2 separate regions of the Sus scrofa genome follow, and region 1 is linked to region 2. Evidence: chromatin contacts called from public HiChIP or PLAC-seq data. All regions are on one chromosome and are shown on one strand. Each heading gives the region's core, a stretch centred on a gene start, on an enhancer-like site or on the middle of the called end of the contact. The rest is flanking DNA. Distances are from core to core; before and after follow the strand shown.

Region 1 (6,885 bases), core at 1,513-4,012, 80 kb after region 2:
ATCCAATTTCACAGGATTTTCATCCTATAACCCAAGCACATCCCCCCACCCCCCCAAACTGTCTCCTCTGGAGACCATAAGTTTTTCAATGTCTATGAGGCAGCATCTGTTCTGCAAAGAAGTTCATTCTGTCCTTTTTTCACATTCCACATGTCAGTGAAAACGTTTGATGTTGTCGTCTCATTGTCTGACTGACTTCACTTAGCATGATAATTTCTAGGTCCATCCATGTTGCTTAAAATGCTGTGGCTGTGTCCACAGCATGCAAATTCTCAGGCCAGAGACTGAACCTGCACCACAGCTGTAAGCAGAGCAACGGTAGTGACAACACCAGATTCTTAACCAGCTGAGCCACAAGGGAACACCTACTCTGGAAAGTTTTTAATCACATATCTACCTGATTATTTTGTCATCAGAAATAGGACTCCACGTGAGAAAACTGAAGCATTTGAACTTGCAGCCAGCTTTTCTTCAAAATCTAGATGTCCTGACCTGGAGACAACAGGGCAACACTTTGTTTTGTAACATTACCGTGTCCCAGGAACATCATGTTTACTATGGAAAGAATTGCGTCATTCCCCCCTCCCCCAACCCTCCTCTTCGTCCAGCCCTCCAATTCATATGCTGAAGCCCTAACCCTCAAAGTGGTGACATTTGGGAGGTGATGAGGTCATGAGGGTGGACTTATGTTGGGATTACTGCCCTTACAGGAAGGGACCATTTAGTTCTCTCTCCACTAGGTGAATATACAGTTGAGACCACTGAGCAACAGGAAGTTGAACTGCGTGGGTCCACTTATACATGGCATTTTTCAATAAATACATACTATACTACCATATGATCCTTGGTTAGTTGACTCTGCAGATACAGAACCATGTATAGTGAGGCTGACTGTGAAGTTACACTTGGATTTTCTGCTGGGTGGAGATATCAGCACCCCCAACCCCTGTGTTGTTCAAGGGTCAGCTGTATAGTAAGGAGGTGGCAGTCTACAAGTCAGGAAGTGGGACCTTGATCTTAGACTTCCCAGATTCCAGAACTGTGAGAAACAAATGTCACAGTTAAGACACCCAGTCTATGGTATTTGTTATGGCAGTGTGAGCTAGGACAATGGTGCATGAAGCTTGGTTCTGTTTCCTCGTTGCTTATTAAGGGGCAAGTTGGGGGAAGGAAATTGGGAAGAAGGATTTTAAAAATTAACAACAGACCTTGATGACAAAGTTATTGCATTCAGGGTGTGGGGGCAGGTAGGCACTAAGTGTGTTGGGTTTGTCAGAATCTGTCTCATAAGTGAAATGTGAGAACTGCAGCTGTGAGCTGAATATGATCCCCTTAGACTTTAGGCTCTGTCTCTCTGAACCTGAAATAAAAAGCTATCATTTTGAGTAAGTGGATGTATGCAGCTTTAAAAAAAAAAATCTCTAGGATTTCCCATTGTGGCGCAGCAGAAATGAATCTGATTAGTACCCATGAAGATGTGCATTTGATCCCAGGCCTTGCTCAGTGGGTTAACGATCTGCCGTGAGCCGTGGTGTAGGTTGCAGATGCGGCTCAGATACGGCATGGCTGTGGCTGTGGTGCAGGACGGCAACTGGAGCTCCGATTAGACCCCTAGCTTGGGAACCTCCGTATGCTGTGGATGCAGCCCTGACAAATAAATAAATAAATAAATAAATAAAATAAAATAAAATAAAATTAAAAATCTCCATACCCATACCATGTCCATACCACATCCTAATGTGAAAAATCCCATGAAGCACCACTTCACCCCCAAAGCAACCTCTAATGGAAGCTCTTTGACTATGTGAGCTGAGCAGGACTATGTGTCTGAGGTTCAGACAACTTCAGAAATTACTGTTTGGATCTTTGGTGTCCCTATCAAACTGATAGAGGGCACACAGCCTAAGTCCTTATTAGTCATCTCAACTCCAAGGGGCAAGGAAGATGTTAAAATGAAGTTGAGCTCAGAATTTTAGAATCTTCCCAAACATACACATTACATGCATTTGCCTGAGATCAGTGCGCAGATTCCCCGTGCAGCCCTGTTATTTCCAGCACCTGAGCATGGAGTCTGTTCCAAGTGGTCCTCAAGGTTCTCAGTCTTGGGAGCCATGTTGCTGATTTTCTGCATAAATTGCCCTTGCTTGTCCAGCTCCTCAGCTCCCTCCTGAGCCCCATGCTGTCTTGTGCTGAGCTCCTGTGGGTCCTCCCGGACTGTGGCTTCTTCTCCTTTGAAGGCACCCAGAGCTGGTGTGCTCTGGTCTTGGCACCTGACCTGAACAGCACTGTCCCTCACATTTTCAGGACCCAAAGGGAGGTATGTATAAAGAAACTGACCTATAGTCTTGAAAAGACCATGTGAAGGGATCCACTGGTATGAGCTGCATTAAGAAGTTGCATTTTGGCCCATTCTGGGATTCAGAGTCCTTCTGCTTTGGCATGTGTCATTATGACAGTGGATTATTCAGGTGTTCAACAGACTGAGCCTACTCAAGGGTGGAAAGGGATTCTTGCCCTGACCATGGGACAGCTATAGCTCTCTAGGGTTAGACACATTGGAGACAAGAAGGAAAATGAGCAAATGACAGGAAAAATGAGAAAAGAAAGGGTCTTACTGCTAGTATTAGGCCTACTGACTCCTGGAAGGTCTCTGGTGGACTCCTGGCATTTCTTGGAACCAAATGCTTCTGCTGACCCTGATACATGGGTTTGGCTGGGTTTCATGCAAATGGCTCTCTAGGAAGGAAATTAGTGCTACCCCATGTTTTCCCAAAAACAGCTATCAATCTTAGCTACAAAGGGATGTATAGTTTGGGAGATTCAGATCAGCAGTTAAAGACCTAAGACTTCAGGGGTATCATCTGCTGTGAACTCAAAGGTCTCACAGATGCCAAGCAAGGGGGAAAATTCCTCCAGAAAAAAATGGGTGGTATAAGCAGCAGCACTAGTTTTTTAAAAAGAAATATGATACTCATATAACTTTTTTTTTTGGCTATTTTTTTAGAGCCACATGTGCAGCATATGGAAATTCCAAGGCTAGGGATTGAATTGAAGCTGCAGCTGCCAGCTTATGCCACAGCCATGCAGGATCCATGTATGCCTGTGACCTACACCACAGCTCATGGCAAGGCCGGATACTTAATCCACTGAGCGAGGCCAGGGATCGAACCTGCATCCTCATGGATAATAGTTGAGTTCGTTACTGCTAAGCCACAGTAGAAACTTCTCATATGACTTTTAAAGTAGTATTAGTGTAGCTATGAAAAAGATGACATTACTTCTCTCACAGAGTTTACTTCTGAAGCATACATAGTTTAATTAGGCTTTGTGGAAATTTACTTCATTCAACCCAAATAAACACAGACATAAATAATTCTCTGTACAAAATAGTTTTATCTTACCTTTGCTACTTCATTGATGATTTGGAACCTGGTGCTATCTTTGCCTGTTGTGACTGAGTCTAGTAATGCCCGATAGGTAGACTTCTTGGAGAGCTGCTGTTTCTGACGTCTACAGATACGGAGTATACAGATGTCTGAGAACCACTGGTGATTGTCAGCCTCCAAAGGACTATATATTCTTATGGAAGTCATTAAAAGTGACTTTGATAGTGAGTTCGGCAGACAGTATTAGTACTTCAATAAAGCACTAACAGGAGTACTTTAGAGTGCTAACAAAATTAATAAGAGTCTTAATAAAAAAAGAAGAATACTAATGAAACTGTTCAACATAATACTGCTCAAGGATGGTACTTTGTCCCCTTTATTGAGAAGGTGGGGCAGTTTTCATAGCTGACATTTATTAGCTTGTTGACTTCCGTCCCTCTTCCCACGAAATGTACACTGTAATAGAAGTTCTCTAAATTCTAGTGGCTATCCAACATAATTTAGTGGTTTGACAAGGTGACCAGAAGTTCACTATAAAATTCCCTCTAAGGTACATGTTCATAATTAAAATGATACGATTTTCTTCATTTATATAGTGTGAATAAAGTAGAAAATTGTATAACTTTTGGGGATTTCGGTTTCAGGATCACATAAAGGCAGACAGTCAAAAAAAAAAAAAGATTTTAAAGAAATATTTTTTGAGGCTCTGGGGAAACAGGCAATCCTATAGTGGTGATGGGTGTGCAAAATGACACAATCTCTATGGAAGGATATCGGGTAATAGTTAAAATTTCAAATACATTTACTCTTTGACCTAGTAGTCCCACTCCTGGAAATTCACCCTAAAAATATACCTGCATGTGTACAAAATGACATATGCCTAGCTTTTCACTGTGGCAGTGACATTATAGCAAAGACTGAAAACAATCGAAGGGTCTAGTAAATCAACTATAATGGAAAAAAAGAAACATCTTAAAAAGATACAAGCATATAGCAACTGACGAGAGACTGAATAAATTTTAGAATTTATAAATAAATTCTAAAATCCACCCAATGGAATACTATAGAGCTCTAAAAGGAGGACAATCCATATACTCATGTAGAGGGCTTCAGAATAATTATGAAGCAGAAAAAAAAGACCTATACAAGAGTGTCTACTGAAAGTTACTTGGCATAAGAATGGCAGTGATATAAGAATATATGCATTGGCGTTCCCATTGTGGCTCAGCAGAAATGAATCTGACTAGCATCCTTGAGGACGCAGGTTTGATCCCTAGCCTTGCTTAGTAGGTGTGGTGTAGATTGCAGACGTGGCTCAGATCCTGAGTTGCAGTGGCTGTGCCATAGGCCAGAAGATACAGCTCCAATTCCATCTCTAGTCTGCGAACCTCCATATGCCACAGGTGTGGCCTTAAAAAGACAAAAAAAAAAAAAAAAAAAAAGAATATATGCATCCACAAAGAGAAATATTGGAAGGATAAATAAGAAATGAATAAATCTGGTTACTTACAGGGAAAGATTTGGAATGGGGTGGAAGGGGGCAGGAATGACAGTAACACTTTTCAATGTGTATCTTTTTATATTATTTGATTTTTGAACCGTGTAAAAGTATTACCTATTCAAAGATTCAAAATTTTAACACTACTTTAAAAAAGCTTTGACTTTGAAAATAAAATACCTGTTTATTAATATAGTAATTTTAATGATAATGTATAATTATATAATTAATTATAATTAATAAGAACATAATAAAATACAACAGCACATTAAAGTAGTATAGGTGAATGTCTTCTATCCGATAAACTCCTTAATACTGAGTTTCCTAGTTGACTCTTTCTTCAGAAAGCCTATTCTCAAAAATTTAATAAACATCAGTTTTGAAATATTTTCAGAACTCTTTTACTTAGGTCATACATTTCCTCTCCTTACCTGTAGAAAGCAATCTTGCTGCAGTCTTTGAAAATGTTTTTATCCACAGCTTCATCTTCAACACTAAAAAAAAACCCCATATTTTATGAAACCTATTTTACATGGGGTTTGTGAATCCAATTTTTGTACTGTCTTTATTTTTTTATTGTTTTATTCATTTATTTTTGTCTTTTTAGGGCCACACCCACAGCTTATGGAGGTTCCCAGACTAGGGGTCGAATCAGAGCTGAGCTGTAGCCGCTGGCCTATGTCAGAGCCACATCTGCAACCTGCACCACCGCTCACAGCAAAGCCAGATCCTTAACCCACTGAGGCCAGGGATCGAACCCGTGTCCTCATGTATACTGTCAGATTTGTTTCTGCTGAGCCACGAGAGGAACTCCTGCACCTTCTTTAATTCTAGTTAAACATGGCACATAAACCACTGTGTTGTAAAAATGCGTTAGGGCCATAATAACACAAGGACTGTGTTCAAGCTTTCTTTGGGAGCCTGACATCACAAATCAACCTGACAGATGCTATAATGAGGTATGTGCAAGGTGCTAGAATAAGGATAGAAACCAATGGAGAAGGAAAATCCTTTGCTTTTAAGATGATGCTGACAATCTAGGGGCCAATGTTTTTTAAAATCAAGTTTCCAGAAAAGCTGTTTCTGAAGAGAACATGATCAAGATGTATGTATATTGCTACTTGAGTATATGTATTTAATATATACTGATTAAAACAACAGGCAGAGTTCCTGTTGTGGCGCAGTGGTTAACGAATCCGACTGGGAACCATGAGGTTGCGGGTTCAATCCCTGGTCTTGCTCAGTGGGTTAAGGATCCACTCCGATCCCACGCTGCTGTGGCTCTGGCGTAGGCCAACGGCTACAGCTCGGATTAGACCCCTAGCCTGGGAACCTCCATGCCGCAGGAGCAGCCCAAGAAATGGCAAAAAGACAAAAAAATAAAACAACTACAGGCTATAATGAAAAAAAAAAAACCCACATTGACTTTCATGCATGAGACACAGTGAATACATCTGTAGTCAGTATGACCATGATTACGTAGGAAGCTATAACTGAATACTATTTCAAAATATTATGAAAACAAGCTCAGACAAACACACTTGGACATGGTTTATCATGGCAGTAATCAAATCCTTCACTGAGTCTTTGTCACTGTTTCTTTGGATCAAGTGTGCAAAGATTAGAGAAATTAGCATTCTTTCCAGCTTTGAAGAATATACTCTGGAATGCTTCAGGAAGAGGTGTATACAGCGGAATTTGGAAAGCAACATGCTTGAAATTCATGTGTTAAGAGTTCTGATAACAATTCTTCCAGTTTTGTTAACTATCTTGAAAATACTTCATGCGGGGCTATTAATATCACCTAATTCTCTGGAGAATTGAAAAGATATAAATTTAATGTACAAATACCAAACGTGCAAACAAGCGCAATCAAAGTCAATAAAATCTTCAAAGCCAGAATGTTGTTTCCAGGTTCTGCCTGCCTCCGTGGGCCCTGGAGTCAGTTCCTGCTGGACTACTGGGATTTTACCTGATTTCCTCTTTGCCAGCTGCTTCCAT
Region 2 (6,187 bases), core at 3,380-5,879:
GACTATCCTTCATTTTTCAGAGGGGAACTTATGACCAGCAAAGAGAAAACTACTTGACCAAGATGACCCGAGCCTTAAGTAGGAGGGCCAGTACTTGACCCCAATGGTGGTGGTGGGGACCGTGTCTCAGCCACTCTGCTATTCTAATGCCAGCTCACAGAGGCTGCTGCTTCCAGGGGTCAAACCCTGAGCCCCAATTCCTGTTATGGCTTGTGGAGGCCCAATAAGTGACACCTCATTTCCATGCCAGAGTTTTGAACCCATGGATGTAGAAGACAAAAGTGTAGAGCAGGCGAGAATCCCAAATACCACATTTATTGTTCATAAATCTGATCTTGGCTTCTAAACCCCAAAATTAGATGGATTTCATTGTTAAGAGCTGGGGTTCTAAAGCGAGGGGTTCCAATCCCAGCTATACCCTTTACTAACTGTGAGATCTCAACATGTTATCTATCCCTCTGAGACTTCGTTTCTTCATTTGCTAAGTGGGGACAATAACAGTACTTACCTCACAGGGTTGTTGTAGAGATGAAATAAGCTAACATATGGAAGCACTTAGAATAGGTTCTATCATGTGATGAGTTCTCAGTCAAGGCTGGCGGTTAGCACTGCTATTAGTAGTTGTGGCAAGTGGCCCAGAACCTTTGCAGGACTCCCCATGGGGAACTGCCTCTGGAAAACTTTGCCTCAAGGGGGAGTAGGTAGCTTGTTCCAGGAGGGAAAAAGAAGGAAAGTGTTGGGCTTCACAGGTCAGGTTCTCTTCACAAATCCCTCTCCCCACCCCAGAGTCTGGGGTGGGGGTTGGCGGAGAGAAGAGAGGCCAGGAATTTTGTGTGCCTGCAGCCTGCACTGTATGAAGTGAAACACGTGTCTCCCCACACACCTGTCCCCATTGATACTGGAACAGAGCCATCGGTCTCCCAGAAGCCCTGTTCTAGAGCCGTTCTTTCCTGCATGGGTGTTTTTCATCAAGAAAAATTGGCTAAACAATTGGGAAATAGTGTATGGTTTGTTTTCTTTCTGATCCTAAAAATAGATGCTATAAGGAAAGGCGAAAGGAATCAGGTTGTCTGGCTTGGAAACGCCATGCAGGATGCTCCCTGACAGAGGAGGAAAGGCAGTGAGACCCCTCTGTAGGCGTGTGAGGAGAGGGCACAAGAGGAAACAGGTGAGGGTCTTCTTTACTTTTTGCTTTTTAGGGTCGCACCCGCGGCATATGGAGGTTCCCAGGATAGGGATCTAATAGGAGCTACAGTTGCCGGCCTACACCACAGCCACAGCAACTCAAGGTCCGAGCCGTGTCTGTGACCTACACCACAGCTCATGGCAACGCCAGATCCTTAACCCCCCTGAGCCAGGTCAGGGATCAAACCCACGTCCTCATGGATACTAGCTGGATTCATTTCTGCTGCACCACAATGGGAACTCTGCAGGGTCTCTCTTCTTTTAAGAGGACATGGTTGAAAGTGCAGCCTGTTATCTTTACAAGAATCATAGTTGGCCACGAATAATTCTCCCCTTCATCATCATCATTATCTGACTGTAATAGGTATACTTGATTATGAAGAGAAGTTCAGATTGTTTTTCACTGACTCTGTGCCTTTGATAGTAAAAGCAGGAAGGGCCTCTCATAGGATGTAGTCCCCTTTTCACACTGTTCAAGGTTGCCAAAGATCACTGCATCCAGGGAGTGCATGAAAAACTCCTGTCTCCAAGAAGGGATTTACCTTTCAGAAAGTTCTAGAGCTACTGCAGTACTTCAATTTCAGTCAGTTTGCTGTGTGACTGTAGATAAGCTCTATGCCCTTTCTAGACCTTAATTTTTGCACCTGTATGTGAAAGGGCTGGACCACATCCCCAGATATTCCAACTCTGACCATCCCTAATTCTATATTCTAATTTATGCTAACAAACCCAACAAACCATGTTCCCCTAATTTTAACCCCAGGGGAAATAATATTTTAACCAAGCATGAGCTTTGTGCTATCGTGCTATCAGGACCTTTCCTGACAGTAGATGGTTCAGGATTTTGCATGGTGGCAGTGGTGGGAGCGACATTTGGAACAGGCCTTCTGGTGCCCCTCATATCACCCTGACACAATTTCAGGACTGACCTAGTGCTTAGAGCATAGTAGACCCTTAAAATGTTTTTATGAATATGCAGTTCTAGGTTTGAAGGCTAAAATCCACCAACGACTTCACTGAAAGCAGTAAGTTTTTTCTCTGCGTTACTGTTGGAAAAGGCTTTCCGGAATTGCCAACCCGGGAACGCAGGGCCGACCTCCTCTCTGAGCGGTCAGCGCCCTCCAGTGTGGATTTTCATTCACCACCAGCCGCTGAGTACCTACAGGGCCTGGCCCTTTGCTGGGTGAGGGGGTCCAAGGAGGAACAGGAGTGCTCCTTGCTCTCAGCCCATGGGGACAGACAGGAGAGAGCTGGGAAAGAAGTGACGCCTGAGCAGGGATTTGCGGCGAGGGAGAGGAGGAGCAGATGAAGACATGAAGAGCACCACAGACAGACAGAGAGACAGCACAAGCCAAGGCCGTGAGGCAGCTGCAAGTGCCAGGATGCAGGGGCGGGGGCGAGGGGGAGACAGGCAAGGAGGCCGGGCTGGCTGGGGAAGGGCCCAGAGGCCGCGGAGGAAGTTTGAAGGAATATGAAGGTGTGGGGGGAGGGGAGAACGGTGTCGCTGAAATTATTTCCGCAGGGATGTGACATGTCCCATTGTGGGTTCTAGCAGCGGGGGCAGTGATGGGGTTGGAGAATGAAGTTCTTTCTAGTTCTCTTCTAAACTGAGAGTCCTCAGGACAGTCATGGGCTGGAGAGGAAAAGGGCCCTCGTGGAATAGGCAGGGCGAGCCCAGGGTTGTTGGATGTTTCATCTCCTGTCAAAGAGAAACACGTGGCTTCTGAACAGCCCTGGGCCTCAGTGTAACCTGGTTAAGCTAATGAGGAGCACTGAGGCTGAGCTGGAATGGTTTCCTCAGGAGGGTTTCTCTCCCTTGCCTTCAGATCCCAGAGCACCCTGAACCTGCTCTGATAGTCATCGCCCTGGTTCAAAGCCTGTCTTCCCCTCAGGACTTTAGGCTCCAGGAGAGCAGGAATTGCTCTTTTTTTTCATTTACGCTGTGTCCTCAGTTGCTTGCTTGGTTTCTGGCTCTAACCCAGGTTCAATACATTTTTCTTCAATTATGAACAAGAATGATACCGGAGGAGTTCCCATCATGGCTCAGTGGTAACAAACCTGACTAGTATCCATGAGGACATGGGTTCGATCCCTGGCTTTGCTCAGTGGGTTAAGGATCCAGTGTTGCCGTGAGCTGTGATGTAGGCCGGTGGCTATGGCTCCAATTCGACCTCTAGCCTGGGAACTTTCATATGCTGCAGGTGCGGCCCAAAAAAAAAAGAAGAAGAAAAAAAAAAAAAAGAATCATACTGGAGGTGTGATCAGAGAAGGGAGCCAGGGGAATGTGACTTCCCCCTGGTACCTGACTGTAAATGAAACCCAGAGGTTCTGGAAGAGTCCCTGAAAGAGAAAGTGTTTCTCCATCAGGGCTGTCGAGGGCGCCCTGGATGTATTTCCCTCTGGTGGGTCTTTATCTCCTCATATGGGAGGTGATGGATGCAAACGATTGCTAGGGTTTCTTCTAATCCTAATAGTTTCCTGCCTGAAAAAAGCCGTCTTTGCTGCCACTCTCCTCTTCCCTGGGCTCTGTATTTCAGAGGCATGGCTGCTAGCAAACTAAAAAGAACATCACGATTTTAGCCCTTCAATGAGAAACTGAAGGACTCTTATAAAAAGTTACTTAAATGGAGGGGATAGGTCTGGATTACCCTCCAGGTGGGAGTCTGGGGATTTGTTTGGAAATTGCAGTTTGGAATTTGTTGTGGGAAAGGACTATTTATTTTATAGGGGGAATTAACCTGAGTTCCAATTAATGCAAGGTTTTTTTTTTTTTTTGTTTTGTTTTTCAGAAAGCGAGAAAGAACAGAGAATTGCTCCTCACCTGAGGACAGGGCCCTGCAGAGCTTTCAGAAGGCGCTGAGGGGGCAGATTTCTCAGAGGGGAAACCCAAGCAGCAACCAGTTAGCTACTCACCGGAGGTCTCTTCCAGACGAACTGGATGGGGAACTTCTGGCTATAAAAGAGCGAGGTCTCGTCCGGTGGGAACTCAGGATCCAGATAAAGAACCTTCTTTTCTAGGCATTTCTTGTGAAGCTGCTCAAATGTCTTCTCTTTCACGCCAATAATGGGAAAATTGCGGCTGATGATGGCTGAGTATTTACCACCTGGGTTTCCAACCCCGGCCTCCGTGCCCTTGCCCTGGGCCGCCTGGGGCATCGGTCCTGGGGACCTGGGCTCGGCCCCTGTCCGTGGGGCCATAGACGCGCTAATGACAGTCGGCATGACAGGCAAATTTGGAAGGGAAAGGTTTTTAAAGAAAACAAGATACGGCTACCTTTAAGGAAAGGAAGCAACTGCAAAGGGGAAGTTGCAGTGATTCTGTCATCAGAGAAAAAAATGCCCACATCCAGTTCAAAGTTTAAAGCCCATCAGAAGACTGTCCAGCTTGCGTCCGTCTTAAAACTTGAGCTGTGATCTAGAAGTCATCAGTTTTCCTGAGGAAGGAGCCCTAAAGGATTTCGGCTGCAGTTTTTAGTTTTTCCCTGGGGGGCTCCTACCAGCAGCGTACATGCCAGAGGAGAGAAAGGGAGTGAGGGTTGTGTTTCAGTGGCCTGAAGCAGCTTGAGCCAGGAAAACCAAAAATAGCCATGAAGAAATATCATGAGTCCGAATGCAAGAGAGAGGCTAGCAGTGCAGCTGTGTTGCCCTTAAGCGCTGTTGTCTTCAGGAAATGAAAGGGGAACATTTAAGGCTGACACTGAGAATTAGCAAAGAATGATGGATACATTATTGAATTGGTGCTTATCCAGCCTGTCAAACTATTGGCCACCAAACTGGTGGGGAACAGTATTGAAAACAGCCAGCAAGGGTGAGTGGGAAATACTGAATTCTAGGAGAATGTTCTGGGCAGTTTTGAGAACACGTGTTCTTACTTTTTAAAATTCTAGGATATCAGAACATTATTCAACTGGATTTGGCATCTCTTCTAGAATGTTCTAGGGTCAGCGTTCAGTGAAACTGTCTGGGTGGAAAATGCCACTCAGCAGAGTCCTCAGTTGAGAAAAATCCCTGTGTCTTCTTGCCCACCCAACCTAGCCATCTCTTGTCTCTCCCCACCCCCAGCACAAACACTGGGACCAAATCACCTACAAAAAAGTGCACCTGAGTACAGATTATTCCACCGTGCCACATTAGGCATCTGAGTCAGAAGTTGGAAATGGATACTGAACCAGGTCGGCTGTCGAGTTCCAGCATGTCATACCCGAAGAGTTGGCTTCAGGTCTGTTGGAGGAGATCACATGCAGCTCTGAGGAAGGGAACTGCCTGCCTGGCCTCCACCTTGTCTTCTACTCTTGGTAGCTCTACCCAGGCTGTAAGGAGACGGCCATATTCCAGGTGTGGCTGAGTGGAGGCTAGTCCCCCACTGCGGGCCTGCCTATTGCCATGTAACCCTCCCTTCAGCCCAAGGCTAGAGGCTACAAGAGAAGGTGGAAAGTGACAGCAGAAATAGGGAGTACTACCCAGGCCCACGATCCCTGGGGAAGCAGCTTTGAGGACCCCTGTGTCTGGAGTTGTGGCTTGTGGGAACCATCAGCCTGTTCTCCCTCCCTCTAAGGGAATGCCCAAGGATCTCTGCTACTACTCTTGGGGAGGCAGGAGAGAGGAGGGCAGCATTGAAGCTGTCTGTCTGGGCTCAAAGTCAGGCTCCTGGGATTTCCTGTCATGACTCAGTGGAAATGAATCTGACAAGTATCCACGAGGACACAGGTTTGATCCTTGGCCTTGCTCAGTGGGTTAAGGATCTGGTGTTGCTATGAGTTGTGGTGTAGGTCGAAGATGCAGCTCAGATCTGGCGTTCCTGTGTTTGTGGTGTAGGCTACATCTCTGGTTCGACCCCTAGCTTGGGAACCTCCATATGCCTCAGGTGTGCCCTATAAAGACAAAAAAAAAAAAAAAAAAGAAAGAAAGAAAAAAGAAATATCAAAGTCAGGCTGCTGCTCACTGGCTATGCCTGTGTAGCTCTAGGTGAGTCACTTCTTACTTTCTTCCTAGGTCTCAGTTT

Evidence for each region. HiChIP or PLAC-seq counts read pairs in DNA pulled down with a chosen protein or histone mark.
Region 1: an H3K27ac HiChIP or PLAC-seq map of skeletal muscle shows a contact between it and region 2. The contact joins the promoter of LOC110256586 here to the promoter of CAPN3 in region 2. A contact is called at or near these places in 1 of 5 promoter capture datasets (liver), 5 of 47 Hi-C or Micro-C datasets (blood, psoas muscle and skeletal muscle) and 2 of 2 datasets of contacts at active chromatin or transcription factors (alveolar macrophages and skeletal muscle).

The regions. Positions count from the first base shown.
Region 1 is chr1:129,090,543-129,097,427 of Sscrofa11.1, forward strand. It overlaps LOC110256586, which reads right to left and starts at 2,763. Exons shown (of 4, transcript XM_021071754.1): 1 at 2,759-2,763; 2 at 2,059-2,381. The coding sequence starts at 2,763. GANC (neutral alpha-glucosidase C) reads right to left here. Exons shown (of 25, transcript XR_002345333.1): 1 at 6,857-6,885; 2 at 5,316-5,378; 3 at 3,402-3,579.
Region 2 is chr1:129,008,795-129,014,981 of Sscrofa11.1, forward strand. CAPN3 (calpain 3) reads right to left here and starts at 4,630. Exons shown (of 24, transcript NM_214171.2): 1 at 4,099-4,630. The coding sequence starts at 4,407.